Regions from separate parts of the Mus musculus genome. Here region 1 is linked to region 2. The links are chromatin contacts, called in public Hi-C maps. All regions are on one chromosome and are shown on one strand. The core of a region is the stretch at or near the end of the contact, and the rest is flanking DNA. Distances in the headings are between cores, read along the strand shown.

Region 1 (5,077 bases), core at 570-3,069, 840 kb after region 2:
ATAAGTTGAACAACCCTGAACATAAACATAATCTCCCAATGCCTCTATTTTCTTCCATAATATAGGAAGGACAATATTTAAATCCTGGTTTTGTTATGAATGCTTCTGTGTTCGGCACACAGGAAAATCTCATTTGGTGGAGTTTACAATCGCTCTTCTTCTTTTCTAACTTACTCATCCATTGACTTTTAAAGACTAAGGACTTCATACACACACTTTGATCGTATTCTAGAGTCTTACCCACCATATGGTCACTGTTCACACCTTGAAAAGGAAAGGCATTAGACAGGGTGGAGCTTTCCCAGACCAGCCTCCATCATGCCAGAGGACCGTATTTAAGCTGCTACCAGGCCTCTGCAGTCACTGGATTCCCATTTCATTGTTAAGCTGTGTCACTCCTTTGCTAAAGTGGGTTAAAAGGCAGCCACACTCTCTTTCCTTCACTCTCATCTCTTGGCACAAGGTCCCGAGTGACTCTGGCTGTTGTGTCTACTGTGCTTTTGCTCTGTGACCCTTGACCATCAAGCTGCACTAGGAACATATTGGACCTCTTACAAGCTAACACTGATTAGGAAAACCACAGCTCTTGCTTTGTTTTTTTTTTTTCCATTTTTACAAAACTCAGACCTACACATGAACACATGTCTACTTAAAATTGTGCAACCAAATTCAATCCTGTGACATTTGTGGTTCTCTCAATTAAGGGACAAGATACATCCCCACGATATTTTCTGCCAAATGGTGGCAAATTAAACTGGCCAAGGAAGCCATTAATTGACTCCTTCAGCTGAGCACTTAATGGTCACTAACCACATTGCACTCTTACTTGCCGTGACTTAAATTTTAAGCAAGGATTTCCTACTCTTTAAGCTACTGTATCAGTTATGGAACAAGCTATTAAAAATACTGTAACAGCTAAATTAAGTAAACAGTTCTTAAAAGGCTGCCATTTTCATCTGTGTGGCTTTCTTAATGTCAGGCAAAGAAGGAAAAAGCAGGAGTGGGGAAGAAAAAGGGAGAGGAAGAGGAGGAAGAGGAGGAGAAGGAAAAAACCAAGTTAGACACTTAATTGAATGTGTCTGCAAATGTCTTACACACAGGTTGCCTCTGAAGTTTATTAAACTAGCTTGCTACTTCCCTGAATTATTATAAGAATGAAACATCACAAATTTAAACTAATAAATATATACTAACATTATAATTCCCTTAATCATTTTATGCATTTACATTTTAAACTTTCTTATCTGACACTGCATTTAAAACAGGCTTGGAGGGAGGCTCAGAAAGTTTTATACCAAGCCCTTCTATTTCGTGAGCACCTGTAATACATGTAAACACACACACATAACACGTACATATAACACACATATAATAACATAACACACATACATATAACTCACACACATATACAACACACATGCACAGGCATACTGCACAAAGTAGTTAAAAGGAGATAGATTTGGGGGTGACAGATTCTAACCTGGATGTTAAAGGCAAGTTATGTGGATAGCTTAGTGTTTAGGGGCCACATTGAACAGAATTCAGAGGAAAGGAGAAATGAAAAAATACCAAAGAAAGATCCAGAGATGAATCAGAGGATGCTCAGGACAGATAGGTGGTCCAGATGTGTGGGAATGCTTTGATTCATGTGTACTGAAAGGAAAAGGAACTATTATGGAGAATTCTTATAATTTTATATTGCACCATCAACCACTTAAAACATACGTCGAACTTTCTCATAACAGAAGCGAGTGACGCTTGGCTACGTTCCTAGTTCCTCATTGTGGTCAATCCGGTTATCTGCCTCATAGAAGTGCCTCTCAGTAGCCACTTCCCTGTGTGGCAGTTACAATCTGCTTGACAGACCTTGTTCACTTCCACATGCTGCACAGCCTGCACAAAGTCACTATAGAAACAAGTCTCCATCACAGAAGGAGTTCTTGAAGTTTCCTTTCTATCCACTGACAAAAATTTCCTGCAGAAAAACTTGTTTGGATAATGTGTTCTGAATCCATTAAAGGCATTGGCTCACAGGTCCCCATTTTTCTCTCTCTCTACTCCCTAGCCCTCATGTGTGTCTTACAGGTATCCATATGTTCTTATTGGCCTGTAAGTAATAATTAAGTAATAAAATACTTCCATCTTGCCTCTCTTAATAACTACAAGTGTGTTGCCCATCTTAAAGATCCTAAATGAAGACAAAAGTACAAGAAGATTTAAAGCTAGCCTAGAAAAACAAAGCAAAAAACAAACTAACAAACGAACAAAGAATAGCCCTCAAGTCTTTACTTAAAGCAAAGTTGCACACTGTTGGAAACCCCACCCCTAAGCCCACCTTCTGTAACCCAGCAACAACAGCAAGTCAGCAGCAGCAGGCAAAATACAACGCACTCTCCCTATGTGCATGCGCTGTATCTCTGTATAAAAACCAAGTGCCCTCTCTTCCTGCCCTCTTTTCCCTACCACCTTGCTCAGGGGCAGCCTTTGTAAAAAATAAAATAAAATGAAATGAAACAAAAACAAAAAACAAAATCTTCAGTGAGACCTGTTGTATGGTGTGATTTCTGCCCCAGCATTCCTTTGCTCCAAGCCACCAAGGATTTGTTTGTTTGTTTGTTTGTTTGTTTGTTTGTTTTTTTGAGAGAGGGTTTCTCTGTGTAGCCCTGGCTGTCCTAGAACTCACTCTGTAGATCAGGCTGGCCTCGAACTCAGAAATCCACCTGCCTCTGCCCCCCAAGTGCTAGAATTAAAGGTGTGTGCCACCACTGCCCTGCTCCAATCCACCAAGGGACTCTGCTGCTAAATCCTAACACACATTATATTTTGATCCTATCAACCTATGTCTAATGAACCCAAGGAGCCATGTTTTTGTTTTTTTTTTTTCAAATTGACTCTTCATTCTGCCTTTCAGCTTTTTTGGTTTTGGTAGTTAATTGGTTGGTTGGTTGGTTGGTTGGTTGGTTGGTTAATATTTTTTTCTTTTTTCCTTTATCTTTTTTCTTTTTTAGGGTGTTTTGAGACAGGGTTTCTCTGCACAGCTCTGGCTGTCCTGGAACTCTCTCCAGACCAGGCTGTCCTCAAACTCAGAGATTTGCCTGCCTCTAACCCTCAAGTGCTGGAATTACAGGTGTACATCACAATAGCTGGCTCCTTTTAATTTTTTTCATTTCTTCAAGATTTCTGGAAAGCAGAAGTTCAATAATAGCCCATCTCCTGGTCTTTCTTAGAAGTACCTCCCAAACATGAAATAAATTCCATTATCGGGAGTTTTGAGTCCTTGAGTCTGAATTATTCAGTCGCAGCTGTTTCCTGTAGATATTCGGTGCTTACCTGGGAAATCTCCAAATCTGTTTTTGGCATAACATAAAAAGACACATGACGCTAAAGAATTTTGAAAAGAGAAGTCGTGCAGCTCAAATTTCTCATTTTTAGAAGTCTCTGTCTCCCAGAAAGATTAGGAAACTGTTGAAAGAATGAGATTAAAGAGAATGAGAAACAAAATTCTCTTTGCGTGGATCCATCCCACTCACTCATGAAAGTGGCTGGAACATAATCATAATTCTATTATTCAAAATTTCGAATGTCTTGGCTTCTAGTAAAATACAAGACATGGTGGAGAATTAAAACAAGACAACACCAAGCCTCTGGTTCTGGAGGCACTGGTGTCTGACTGAGAAGACAAAGAAAAAAGTTGGGGCTTTGGTTTTGATTTGATTTGATTTTTTGTTCCTTGTCTTTTGGGGGGGAGCGGGCTTATTTTTTCTTCAGTGACACAAAAAGAGACTAATCTTAATTCTTGATTTAAAGCACTCTCAACACAGGTCTACGTGTGGCCCCTTTTGCTTACATACTTTTAGCTGTTCTATATTTAAAATTAATGAAACAAACAGCATAAATGACCCACCCATCTCCAAAACAAGAATACAACTGCATTTACCCTAGGGAGTCTCTTACCCTAGCCTCTCCTCCTGCCCTTCTCTCACAGGGAGGAAAACTACTTCTTGACATTGTAAAGCATGAATAGGGCTGGAAAAACAGCTCACTGGTTAAAAGAACATACCAGAGGGCCCAGATTCAGTTCCCAGCAAACATGTGGCAGCTCACAGCCATCAGTATCTCCAGGTTCCAGAGGATCAACTCCCTCTTCTGGCTCCCTTGGACTCCAGGTATGTATACAGTACAAAAATGTACATGTAGCCCAAATATACATGTAAAAATCAAAATAAATAGACTTATTTTTAAAATGCAAGTGTGAAAACCATCCCATTAACAACAACAAATGCATGACTCAAAAAGTTGGTCAGTTTGAGCCAAGGATAGTTGGTATGATTTTGTTATATAGAAAGGAATATTTGTATGCAAATAAAACAAAGTTCAAACGTACAAAAGTAGAACACAGAGAGTCTGCGTTCGTTATTGATACCGTAGCACATGGTTATAATCCCAGAAATCAGGAGGCAGTCAGTTCATAGCAGTCAGTTCATAGCAGTCAGGCTCCATGGGGAGGTCAAGGCCAAGACCAAAGCATGTGAAATTTGGTTCAAAATAAACAAATACTACAAAAAGGTTTAGAGGTAGGCAAAGGCATGTAAGAAGAATAATTGCACTAGACAACTTAATTGATGTCAGGGTTTCATGAGCTGCAATAGAAGACATATGTAGAGGTATAAAACTCTAAAAGCCACCAAAGTTTATTCTGAAGGAAAAGGGAGATAGTAAAGAACGTTCCTTATGGAAATAAATGATCAAAGTAAGATCCAAGTGGGAGTGTTGACAGATGGAAAAGGTATACTAAATGTAAAGAAAAACAATCAAAGCAAAAAGGGTTGTTTTAGAGCTAGAAAAACATCACAAATTGGCACCTGGCTACCATAGAGCAGCTCTCCATAAAAGAGAAGACCAAACCTAGCGCATTCCCACTGTCACATAAGAGTCTACCATCAACAAATACCCTCAGGGTGTCTCTTTTAATATTCAGTAACACATATGAAATAAACACAAATATAAAATCATAAAAAAATTAAAGATTATGATAAGGTATAAAATTAAAGGGAAGATAGGGTATTTGCTTGGCATG
Region 2 (5,717 bases), core at 1,045-3,544:
CATCTACATTTCAAATGATATCCCCCTTCCTGTTACTCTTCTACAACCTCCCATTACATTACCCTCTCCTCCCTCCCCTTTGCCTCTATGAGGGATCTCAGACTTACTGCTTACCTTGCATTTCCATACCAAGACTTTGTCTGGCTTGAACTTGTGCATGACTTGTGTATGCTGCTACAGTTGATATGCATTCATAAGGCAGCTGCTCTGCTGCATACAGAAAACACTGTTTTCTGGTAGTCACCCACCATTCTGGCTTTTGCAATCTTTCTGCACTCTCTTCCACAATGATCACTGGATCTTGGAAGTAGACAGTGTGAAATATATGTCCTGTTTGTGACTGAACATACTCTAGTCTCTTACTCTTTGCACCTTGACTAGTGAGTCTCTGTTAACTGCCATCTACTACAAACGGAAGCATCTCTGATGAGGGTTGAGAGATGAACTAACAGACCTTTAAGTTGAGTTTATTTACTTTTGTGTGTTTCGGTGTTTGTTCTGCACGTATGTTTGTGTGCCTTATGTGTGTTGTTGGGGGTCAGAAGAGGGCATCAGATCCCTTGAGATTGGAGTTACAGACAATTGTGAACTGCCACATAGGTGTTGGGAATTGAACCCAGATTTTCCTGAAGAGCAGGTAGTGCTTTTAACCATGGAGCCACCTCTTTAGCACCAAGAGATTAAACTAAGAAGAGTGCAATAATACATCATTAGGAGCTGGTTTAAAATTATGCCCACTTAACAAAATAACAGTAGTAGGTTCTCCTCTAGGGCCTATGATTTATATCTATTCACAGGTTCTTGGCCTCAATAATGCTTCAATTTGTGGAGTGGGCATATATCCAATCATGAAGTTGTTAGTTACTCCACTGATACTAGTATATCAGCAAGCATGTCCTGCCAGGCCAGTTGTTATTGGAGACCACATCTTTGTAAGATTGATAATTGCTTTCTCTCCTGATAACAAGCACAGCATCTTCCAGCACCATAATAGCTAACCAGGGAATGAAGCTTCCAGGTAAGTACCAGTTTGATTACACCGAGTTCTAGGACTCAAGTATGTCATCTACTCAATGAGAAGGTCTAACCATTAAGTTCTGCAGGGTAACCAAGAGCACTGGTAATAACCTGAAATGTCTGGGGATCTGTGGAACCTTGCTGGCCACAATGGCAAACTAGGTGACCCCTTCATGACACTGAGCTTCTTTTTTTCTGACCTGCAGTATCTTGTAAGGACATCGTTGCCTCATTATAGTGTAACTCTATTTAAACAGTTTTTACATATGTGTATGGATATATTTTAGGAATGTTTCATTGTAAGCTCCTATATGACATTTTTGAAATGCCTTTAGTGTCACATTTAAACTTTACTTTTCTTTCATCTGAGTATTTACTTATCTTGGATCTCATTTTTCCCCCTCAATTACACAGCCCAATATTCTGTTAAACCTATATACCGACTTCTCAAGGCCCGTTATTAATTAGTCTATGTACTATCCTAAAGTTTTTAATTTGAATTATAATTTCTATGGTTCTCTTACCATGCATCCCCTTATCTTTAATATCTTTATACACTATAAACAAATTACTATGTCAGAGAACTCCATTTTCTGGATGATATATAGATTTATATTTTGTTGTCTTGTTTTCAGTTCAATATTTCATGTTGGGCTCTCTCTCTCTTGAATATTCTTTATATAAAATTGGTAGAAGCATGTAAGTCTTGGAAGCTCATGTCTCAGTTTTACTTGGTGGGTAGATGTGGTGGATATAGTAACCTTCATTCGGGAGCGCTTAAACTGTCTAGAGTTGAGTTTCAAGCATTTTGAGGTTTGACTCCTTTTTACTTTTCCTTAATTCCCCGACTTCTTTAACTCTTTGACTGGAGTCTTGGGAGTTTAAAAGAAAAGCGTGTAATCCTGAATAACATTTCAGCTTCTTGATGGATTTTCAGCTCCAACTTCAGCCTAGGAGACTTTACAAATGTCTGTTCAGTTTACAAATTGTTCAACCTGCCCTTTTGGACTTAGGTTTTTCAAATCATTTGCTTCTTTCACCTTTTTCCTCTTAGATCACTTGCATGTGCCAACCTAGGTTTGCTCCTCAGTACTACAAGGAAAAGAGGTTAAGACAAACAAAAAGCTGGACTGATTGACAAACATTTTTATGCTCAGGGATTAAAACTGTCTCAAAGCAACGGAAAGACAAAGGACAGACACATCACAGCTTCCTCCTCAAATTAGGGCAATTAACTGCAGTGACAAGGCTGTACCTTTGAGACAGTGTGTTCATCTTCTAGGAACCAGCTGGCCCCCTCAATGATGACAGTGATAACAACCAACCACCTGGCAGAAGCCACACTGAGATAATAACCAACCACATAACACTTTGACTAAAACTACTTAATTGTGCACACATCTTCTCCCTACTCTACTTAACTTTAAGGATTATGTCAGTGTCCTGAAGGTGAGTTGGTGTCAGTGTACCCTTTTATCTGTACTTCTCAAAATGATCGTATTTAATGGAATCTATTTTTTTTTTAGACTTTTGCTATTATTTTTTCCTAATTGATGCACAGGGATGGCAGAGACAAGCTTATTGGGATACTTGGAGTAGAAGCGGTTTTTTGCCCTATAACTCTGGTATTGCTGCCGCTGGGCCACCACAAGATTTTGCTTGGATATTATAGGCTTTTAGCTGTTTCTCTTGAATCAGAAAGTGTTTTGATAGAAAAAAAATGTTGTCAGGTCTCCAGTTCACCTCTGAACTTCCTTCTGTCTAGAAAACACCAAGCAATCATGGACTTGGTAGTTCACAAATGCTTTTTAAGGTTAAGGAAAAACAAGAAACCAAAAGCCAGTCTCTCCCTCCCACCTCCCCAGTTTCCCTAAAGGTCCTTAGTGAAGAGGGTTGAGCTGAAACACGTTATCAAAGCATTGCAAGGTGAAGCCCTCTTTTCATGTTTTCCCACCTTCCCTTGCAGTTTCTTCATGCCCCTCACACACCTTTCTCACTGTGATCCAACCACTCTGAGTTGGCATCTTCTTAACAGGCACTTCTCTGTGCCTAGATTATTTTTCTTTTTTCTTTTTTTTTTCCCGATGCAAAAGCAAGAGGTTTATTTTCTGGGGTGTCAGAGTCGACCTTCAATTAGTCTCTCAAAGCAAGTGACTAGAAGGTGACTCCCTTCCCCCAATGGTTGTTACAAGCAGTTTTTATACATTTTAGGGATATAGGTTACATCAGTAAGGTTACAGTTCAAACTTATTGGCTAAGTATATTGACCTTTAAATCTATTGGCTAGCAAGCATGGCATGCATTTGAACTCTACCTGGGACTTTCCAGAGGACCAGGTGACTATCAGTTAGTACATTCTGAAGTTTTTATGAGAATCTTCTTACTCAAGAATGTTCCTGTGGGTGGAGAATGGAAATTAGCCTACCCTTGACCCCAGGCAGGAGGAGGAAGCTGTAAGGAGGGTGTGGGACTGGAAAAGCCCTTAGGGTCCCTTATTCCCCACTTTTTCTTGTACAAGCTCCAATCCTGGAGCTATGTTCAGGGCTCTTGGGTAACTAACTCATATTCTTCAGGTCCTGTCCTCAGGGTCTCATATTGTTGGTGCAGGACCATCAGTTGTACTGCTCCTATTTTCTCTTTTATGAAAGCTATAAGCTTGTTCAATATGCAGGGTCCAAAAGTCAACAATAGCAGGAAAACAATTGAGTTCCTAACACGGTCGATATGAGGGTGGTTAACCAAGGGGAGGAGTTAAACCAAGACTCGAACCAGTCCTGACTGTTTTCTTTCTCTCTTCCACTTGGCTAGCCCTTCTCTCACTGAGACAATTGAATCCTTAACTACCCGGAATGGTCTCCAGTATGTGCTCCATGATGTTTTACACCCCCAGGTAGAACAGAAAAATTGGTTCCCCCTCCACACTGATGGGCCTGCTGCTGGCTTCTCCAATCTCGGGAGTGGGCACACACATATAAGGGGGTTTCTTGTAGGATACTCCTCAACTTCGGGTGTCCATACCCTAAGCCTCACCCTCCATGGGTGCTTCTGGGACACGGTTTAGATTCACAAATCCCTCGTCCCCCACATTCAAGTAATCCTTCCTCCTGTTTCTCTGGGGTAGAGACATCTCACAGATAACTTACAGAGATCAGAGACAGGGTCAGACCACCAGGAATAAGGCAGGTGTTCCTCTGTAGTGGACCAGGCTACATCCCCAATGGCCGAGAGTATTTGCCAAGTCACTTTGGTAGGGTTGTGGAGGGTGCTGAGGCTCAGTGTTGGGAGAAAGACACAGCATAGCCATCTCATGGTTTCTCTGGACTTGTAGAAGGTTGGGTGATCTTGAGCTTGAGGGGGTTGCTCTGGTGTCTGGTTGCTATCCAGTTAGCGTCAGGTGCAGGTGCTGGTCTGACATGAGTTATGTGAACCCAGGCAATTATCCCATCAACTTTAAAGATGGTCAGGGTGGTCAACAACACCAGGAATGGCCCTTTCCACATTGCTTACAAGTTTTCAGCACGATGCCTCTTAACATATACCCAGTCTCTAACTTGGTACTCCTGTGGAATCTTTGGGCTACCTGCATTATACAGGGAACTAAGTTTAGGACACAATTTCTGGTGACTGATCCTGAAAGCTTTCAATCAAGCTATAAGATCCTTGTCAGCCTGAAAAGTCACTCTGAGGGATGGGTCAAGAGCTGGGGTCAAGGGACTGGGGGCGTTCCATACAGGATCTCAAAGGGAGTTAGACTGAAATGATAGGAGGTGTTTCTGGCCCTAAACAATGCCATGGGAAGGAGCACCACCCAGTCTGCGCCAGTCTCTAAGGACAATTTGGTTAAGGCCTCCTTCAGGGTCCGATTTATCCTTTCTACCTGCCCTGAACTTTGGGGGCGTTATGCACAATGGAGTTTCCAATCTGTGCCCAGAAATTTACCCACTCCCTAGCTTGTCTAAGAAACAAGGGCTGGCCCATTATCTGAGCCGATGGTTTTAGGCATACCAAATTGAGGAAATATCTTCTCTAGTATCTTCTTCATGACCACCTGTTCGGTTTCTCTCTTGGTGGGGTAAGTTTCTACCCACCCAGAAAAAGTATCTACAAAGACTAGGCAGTACTTATATCTATATTTTCCTGGTCTGACTTCAGGAAATTCAACTTCCCAAATTATTTCACAACAATTACCCCCCTAACCTTTTCCTGATGGTGTTGTAGTGGGATAGGTGTTTACCTCCTGACAAGCTTCACAATTTCTAGCTATCATGTCTGCTAGTTTTCCTAGATTCAAAATAACCACACCCATCCCCTTGATTGCCTGTTCTAATTTCTCACTACAAAGGTGGGTATATCTGTGCATTTGTGTAAGCGGTTCTGGTCCGATGGCTTTTTCCCCTCCAATGTCTTCCAGTGTCCACTTTTGTCTAAATCGTAGGACACCCTTTAATCAGCTTAAGCTCATGATCAGTATACCCAGGTGGTGGCCCGGCATTTCTCAAGTTCCAATCTAGTCTTTCTTCTCTGGGTGGTGATTTGTCAAGAGGATAGTCTTTATTTATTTTATTGGTCCTTACTATTAGGCTGGAGGCCGAATACAAATTATTTGAGACCAAAATCCAAAAGACAGAGGATATTGCTTGGTGGCTGGAAAAGTCTCCTTTTTCTTAGGCTGAAAACAGATGGGCTAGGACATGCGTGTC

Evidence for each region. Hi-C and Micro-C count contacts between places; a contact is called where the count stands out from the background.
Region 1: a Hi-C map of the G1E-ER4 cell line shows a contact between it and region 2, with 5 times the contacts expected there.

Annotation. Positions count from the first base shown.
Region 1 is chr19:36,004,677-36,009,753 of GRCm38.p6, forward strand. All of the region lies in intron 1 of Htr7 (5-hydroxytryptamine (serotonin) receptor 7), which reads right to left. Among named protein-coding and RNA genes, the nearest start is that of Htr7, 50 kb to the right of the region's middle.
Region 2 is chr19:35,168,432-35,174,148 of GRCm38.p6, forward strand. No RefSeq gene overlaps it. Among named protein-coding and RNA genes, the nearest start is that of Gm31568, 19 kb to the left of the region's middle.